2 separate regions of the Sus scrofa genome follow, and region 2 is linked to region 1. Evidence: chromatin contacts called from public promoter capture Hi-C data. All regions are on one chromosome and are shown on one strand. Each heading gives the region's core, a stretch centred on a gene start, on an enhancer-like site or on the middle of the called end of the contact. The rest is flanking DNA. Distances are from core to core; before and after follow the strand shown.

What was found. Promoter capture Hi-C pulls out the DNA fragments that hold promoters and counts their contacts.
Region 2: a promoter capture Hi-C map of liver shows a contact between it and region 1, with 4 times the contacts expected there. The contact joins the enhancer-like site here to the promoter of ARHGEF12 in region 1. A contact is called at or near these places in 3 of 5 promoter capture datasets (fetal skeletal muscle and liver), 6 of 47 Hi-C or Micro-C datasets (brain, fetal heart ventricle, heart right ventricle and 2 more) and 1 of 2 datasets of contacts at active chromatin or transcription factors (skeletal muscle).

What each region holds. Positions count from the first base shown.
Region 1 is chr9:47,473,033-47,476,538 of Sscrofa11.1, reverse strand. It overlaps ARHGEF12 (rho guanine nucleotide exchange factor 12), which reads right to left and starts at 1,973. Exons shown (of 40, transcript XM_021062986.1): 1 at 1,266-1,973.
Region 2 is chr9:47,522,185-47,525,690 of Sscrofa11.1, reverse strand. The region is part of intron 1 of ARHGEF12 (rho guanine nucleotide exchange factor 12); the gene reads right to left. Among named protein-coding and RNA genes, the nearest start is that of ARHGEF12, 49 kb to the right of the region's middle. Within about 2 kb of position 1,635, at least 8 of the 83 cell types and tissues checked have an H3K27ac peak or open chromatin away from gene starts, as enhancers often do. A contact at or near this core is called in brain and liver, where this site is marked.

The DNA of each region.
Region 1 (3,506 bases), core at 724-3,223:
TTCGTCACGGAGAGAAGTCGGCGAGCCTTGGGGAAGGGGGCCCGGGAGTCACTCCCGGGCCGGGGCAGGAGCGGCTCGGGGCTGGGTGTCGGTTCCTCCTCCGCGGTCTCGGGGGCTTGCAAGTCCCCGCCTCCAGGCCCGGCCCGCTGGGCTCCGCTCTCTATCTGGGGCTGCCGGCCGCTCGTGGCCACAGTCTCGGCCGCGTCTCGGGCCGCCCCGCGCCAGGCGCGCGCGGCTCCATGGCCCCGGGCCGGGGAACCCCTCTCGTCCTCGTCGCCGCCCCCACCAGGCTCCGGGCCCCGGGACGAGTGCGGGAGCCGGGGGAGGGGATCCCGCAGCCGGAGGTGACAGGAACCTGATTTCTCAGCGCCGCGGGCTGCTACCCATCCCTCGGAGGCCCCGACTCTTCCGCGGTCAGCACAGGCGGCGGCAGCAGCGGCTCCTCCCCGACGCGCCGGTAGGCGGCGGTTCCCGCGAGGGGCGGAGGTTCCCGTCCGGCCCGGCCTGGAAGTACCGGCTCCGGAGGCCGGCGGCGGCGACGGCGGCGACTCGGAGCGCAGAGCCGGCTCGCCGGGTTGTGGGGCCCTCACGGGGGCGCGCGCGGCGGGTGGAGGAGGCCGCCGATGGTGGGGGGCCGCCCGACAGCCGCGGGCGCGCGCACGGGTTCCGGTTCCGGTTCTGTCTTCCCGGCCCCGGCAGCGTCCAGCGCGAGCGAGCTCACTCTTCCCCTCCCCCGCCGACTTTTTTGGCCTCCTCCCCTCTGACTTCGGGAAGCCGCCTCACCCGGGATCCCTCCGCGGTGCGCGGGGCCGCCCGCGCCGCCCCCGCTTGCCGACCGCGGTTGCGCGTCAACCCGCGCGGACGCCTCCGCCAGCGTCTTGTTGGGGGGAACGAAAAAGTAGTTCGGCGGAGCGGAGGGAGGTGGGGACGGTCTGGTCCCGGGACTCCCACTCGCCAACCCACTGCCGTCCCCAGGAACGCGCGAGTGCCGGATATCTGTACTTCGTAGTCTAGTTTTCGCCAGGGACCGCCAAAGAGCACGTCCCTAATCCAGAGGAATTGAGAAGAAGCTCTTTAGAAATTACCCACCCTCTCGTCCTGGAAACTTGTAGTCTTTAAAGGGAGCATACTTGTTCTTTTTTTCGGAGAACCCTATAGACTGCTTTGGGCCGATGGAAGCGAACTCGTGTCCGGATGCACGGACACCGTTCCATCGTTTGTGAAACAAACCCCAGCACAGAGAAGTTTTGGCCTTGGGCGCTCACCTGGGGCACCTGCTGGCCTCCTCCCAGGATAGGGACCGCCGCGCACAAGTCTTGGCTGCCCACGGAGGGTTGGAGGACGAAAGTGTATGGGACTGGAGAGACGACAGAGTTTGGGAACTGGAGCCAGGATTTCTTCGTATAGTGTTGCTTTTAGGCTGCTGCTCCTGCCTTGGCAAAATGAAATGTTATTATTTGCCAAATTGAGCAAGCATGGTGCTTTCCACAGCGACTTAACAAGCTTGTTGTGGAAAGAAATGGGAGCAAAAAACAAAGTATATTTATCCAGTAAATAGCTTTACAGTTCTCTTTGAAGAGTTCCCAAATATTTTTATTTTTTTCCCCAGCTGGGTAGATAAACTTAGATATCCATCTACTTTATGATTGCATAATTTGGGATTGTAGCAATTCAAGTACCATGTACAATATATTTCTTCAATTCGGCCTGTAAACATTTGAAGTGGCTGTCTCTTTATCCATCTGTTTTCAGCTTTGAGTTCAAAGCTGTATTGTTGCGTCAAGGTCTTCAACCTTTTTTGTGGAAATCAAGTGCCAAAGCACATCTAATAAACAGTGGATGTGGAGAGGGGAAAGAATTACCTCTTAAAAACGCTGTTGCTAAAAGTCAATCCAAAAGAGTGCATGAAAGGATCATTATCCCTGAATAGATGCATGAGCTAAGGCTGACGTTAGAACCGGGTTAAAAAAAAAAAAAAGGAAAAGAAAACGATAAACAGAGGCCAAAGATGACTCTTTACTGTTTTGTTTTTAAGTTCAGGGCACAGCCAGCTAATTTTGTAATGTTTATTTTGGGAAAGAATAGAAGCAGATTAGGGTCCCAAGCCACTTTCCTAATGATCAGACCAGGACACATTGCCACCTGCTGGTGTACCCTAACATGATAATTCTATTCTGAAAACTCTTAATTAAATTGCTTATTTTCTATATGTAATTGGAAAGGGCTCCATCAGTCTATATACAATGACCAAAATGCAAACCTTTCCCCCAAACTTTTATCTTTTTTAGACATTCTAAAAAAAGGTTTTTTTGCCCTACTCTAATCATTTTACAGTGTGGGTGTCAAATTAATTGGACCCAATGACTCATCAAATCATGCATTTTAAAAATGAGCTCCCTCTTCCCTTCAAGAATGCCTCACTACACGAGCTTCAGGGATAAAAACAAACTGGGAAAGTTTCCTAATTCACCTTCTCTTCCTTGCATACAAAACCTCTTGGCAGGCTGCTTTCATAATCTTTCCAAACTTAAACAGACCCAAAGTTCTAGCTGTGAGCAAGGAGGGCATTTGCTGTGGGAAAGCTTCAGAAGATGGTAAGCAAAGGATTTAATTAAGCCAGTGGTTATTCATTCCAGAGCTATTTTTTGTAGTGATGAAAATCTATATTCTCGGACAAAGCTCTAAGAGTAAAAATATGTCCAAACGCTTCTTTACAGCTGTTGGTAGCTCTGGACTGTTCTGAAGTCCCTGCATCAGAATACCTTCAGAAGAGTCATGACAATTTAGGCAGAATGCACTCCAAAGGAACATTAGTCCTTTACCTAGAAAAATGACTGGTGACACTATCTCCTGCGCATGCTCTTTGAGGAGGTTTTCCAAAGGGGTTCATTCCAAACCAAATCCTCATATCCTCATCCATGCTTTCAACCTGCCTGCTCAATTCCTACTACATGTCTAACACCATTTCAGGTATGGGAGCACAGTCTGAAGAAGGCCAAATACCCTGTCTTCATGAACCCAACTGGACATCATCATGTTCAAGGCAGCTGCTCAAACAGGTGGGCAAAATAAAAAAGAAATTAAGTCCCCACCCCCACCATTCTTTGGCAAAGTATTTTCTGAATGTGGATGGTTGCCTCAAAAAGTGAACAGTGTTAGGAATGGTGGATGATAAGAGCAGCAAAAAGGTATTTCACCGATAAGTATAAATATGGGTCAACATTTCTGTAGGCCAAACACCTTTTTTTTTTTCTTTTTTAACTCCCTGGCAGAAATACAACCACAACGATATAAAGCCAGACTCCGGGTTGATAAAAAGTTGTTTATTTTTATAAAATTTAGTACAAATCTTATTGAAATATAAATTCTTTTTGAGCAGTATTATTATTACATAGTAATCTAAATGCAAATAAGTCCTTCATTTGTGCGACCATACCACATGTTGATTAACTCTTCATTTACCTGCCATGTAAAAATGCTGCATTTTAACTGCCAAGTCACCTTCA
Region 2 (3,506 bases), core at 386-2,885, 49 kb before region 1:
ATTGAGAAATAATTGAAACTTAGCACTGTGTAAGTTTAAGGTGTACAGCATGATGGCTTGATTTACACATACTGTTAAATGATTACCACAATAGGTTCTAGCAACATAGATCTTCTTATATAGATACAATTAAAAGGAAAGAAAGAAGAAAAAAAGGAAAAAAATTTCTCCTTGTGATAAGAACTTAGAATTAATGCTCTAAACAAATGTGTATATATATTACACAGCAATATTAGCTACAGTCATATTGTAGTTGATTGATTTTTAAAACAATTTTAATATTCTGTTATCACTCTACCTTAAATTATCTGAAGGTAAAGACCATTTTCTATCTGGTTTTGTATTGCAATTAACTAGTATAGTACTGAGTATATACCTGACAATTTAACATGTTTTATAAATGAATTCATTCATTTACAAAATGTTTTATTTATAATTATGAGGATATAATTGATTCCCAATCCCAGAAACCCCAATTTCCTTCTACTACTATTTTATCTATTTCTTTCCTCAGAGCCCAGCTGAACCAGGGGAAGGTGACTCCATTTGCAGCAACAGAGATGGCAGTTTTTGGCCTAATGGCAATTCCATTCTTTGGTTAAGTGATTGATTCAGAAAGAAACTATGAGAATAGAAACAAAGTTTACTGGATGCATCTGTGAAAGTATTTTCTTTCTCTTAAGAGAAAACCACATGAAACTTCTTTTTCTCTTCTGCTGGACATGAATAGGAAGCAAGTAGCTCTGATTGGATACTTAGTATTCAATCTTAAGGACTAGTTTAAGAGGAAGCTAACACTAATGATGGCAAAATTTATAAATGGAAAGAACTTGGGCCATTGACACAGTTACACTAAATGAAAACTCCCTCAACCCTATCTCTAGACCTTTTAGGTAAGCCAGTAAAGGTCTTGTTTAAGTCAGTTTCCTGTTATGGGCAAACAAGTACATACTAAATTACACAAACAGCAATCTGTGCCAAGCACTGTTCTAGACACTAGAGGTTACCTGAGTGAACACATAGGGCCTTAGGGCTAAAGAAATTTACATTGTACAAGAGGACAGCAGACAGAGAAACAAATAATTGTACCAAATAATTTCAGATAGTGGTAAGTTCTATGAGAAAAGTAAAAAAGAGATGTATCTGTGACTAAATGGGTTAATTTAGTTTCTTCAAAGACCTCTAGGGCATTTGAGCTGAGACCTAAATGAGGTAAAGATGTCAGCCATGAGAAAAGATTTGGACCAGAGTTATAGGCAAAGCTTCGGAAGAGCCAGTACAAAGGTCACAGGGAGAAGAAGCTTGATATATCAGAAATCCAAGTCTGAATTCCACATTATCTTGAAGTTAGATTTTATTTAGGAAGAAGAATAAAATGAAGATAAACTAGCCAAGAAAGGGGGGGTAGCTGTTAGATTGTCCTTTCTATCCTAATTTCTCTAGATAACGTCTGAAACTCAGCTTTTTTTTTTTTTTTTTTTAAAGTATGACATGATTGAGAGGCATCTGGTAAACTCAGAACCATAGTTCAGCCATTTAGTCTGTGCCCAGGCAAGTGTTTTGAGCCCTGTTCTAACACAAGCAATTGGATTTTTCCAAGAGCTGATGTCAGGGCTTTTCACAGAGACAGAACAGCATTTACAGGCCAGAGAAGGAAAAAGGGTTTCCCCAGCAGCTATGCTCAATGTGGCCTTTGTACTATTCCTGCCAGTGGCAGGAAGACCCTGCTAGATAAAGCTATTTAATTCCTGAAAAAAAACTCTACCCTGGGAGGGTGAAGTGGGGTGAATGGACAGATTCCCCATTAGCGGAACCCAGGTTAGTTTTCTATCAGTGCTCAAACCCAAATTTAAATAGGTTCATCATCAGAACAAAGGTTTCTGAATTTTTATGAGAAAAACCATTCTGTTTGAATTTGTATTTAAAGAGAAGATAAACTGGCTGGAAATAAATGTAAATTAGAGAAATAAAGAATAACACAGTAAGCTGGTCTGTATTTCCTGAGGTTGGATTCCCTGGAAAATACTCATTTGGGAAGAATGGTAATTAGCTACGGAATGCTCAATAACTTGAGGTTACATTTGGTTGTTAAAAATTATGCTAGGCAGATGGCTTCATATATATGTCCTCCATTATTCATAAGAATAATTATTAACAATTAAAATCATGCTAATATTAGCTAAAACTTACTTGAGTAGTTTTGAGTACTTACCCTACATTAGTCTCTACATTAAGTACATTATACATGTATTAGTTCATTTTATTCCAACAAAAATTCAAAGGTATAAATATTATTTTAGCTTCATTTTATGGCAGAAAAATGTGAGTTTCAAAGTTAACTTATACAACTTAGATAATTAGTAGATGGATTACTTTTGATTGAAACCCTCATAACCTAACTACAGAACCTACTCTCAACCTTTAGACTACTGCCTTACAACAAAACTTCCTTCGTATAGCTTTTTACAGTTAACTAAGTTTGCACATGAGTGAGAATCAGAAAACTAGATCTGAAATAACTACAAAATACTTAGCTAGAAAAGCATTCATATCCTTTATTAGTTTTAGGCAAAGATAAGCCAATATAAACTGGTTACAAAACAATTCCCAACCCTACAGAATCTGTCTCCACTCTCAACACCTGGTGGAGAAGTTAGTTAACATCTACTTGCCACATGGGCAACTTGCCAGCTACACATCTGAAGAGAAACCTGTTTCCACCTGAATGTGTTTCTTCCTGGTAACACATTCTCACCAACCATTCATTTCTTCAACAAATCTCCATTAAACTCCAGGTAAAGATGGAAAACAACAAAAGCAATTTTACTCCACTAGCCTTCCTCAACACTAAAAGCAAAAGTAGAGGGGGGGAAAATCCATCTTCCATGGAAGAAGGACATGATTACAGTCTTATATCACTAATTACAAAATATACTTGCCAAATCAATTAAATTCTGGATCCATACCAAGGAAGACTTGGTAGACCTGAACAGGAAAGAGATTTCTCTAAGCCTAAGGATCATATATCTGAAATGAAGACAATTATCCAGATGTGTGGCTAGAACAAGGGAGTAGGGGACTCTGCAGAAACCCAGAACAATAGGAGGAAGTAAAATTAAAGAAAAAACAACAACAACATGTTAACACATTCCTAGGTTTAAGATAATGCTGGAGGTAAAGTGGAGATAAAGACAGAAAGAGCAACTGCCCTCAGAACACAACACAGAGAACCTTAGAACTCACTGTGGCTCAGCAGGTTAAGAACCCTACTAGTATCCAAGAGGATGCAGGTTCAACCCTGGCCTCATCCAATGGGTTAACGATCCGGCATTGCCGCAAGCTGCAGCAAAGGTTGCAGATGTGGCTCAGATCTGGCACTGCTGTGGCTGCAGTGAAGGCTGGGAGCTGCAGCTCCAATTGGACCCCTAGCCTAGAAACTTCTATATGCCACAGGCGCAGCCCTAAAAAGAAAAAAACAAACAACAACAAAAATTCAGGAATGTAGA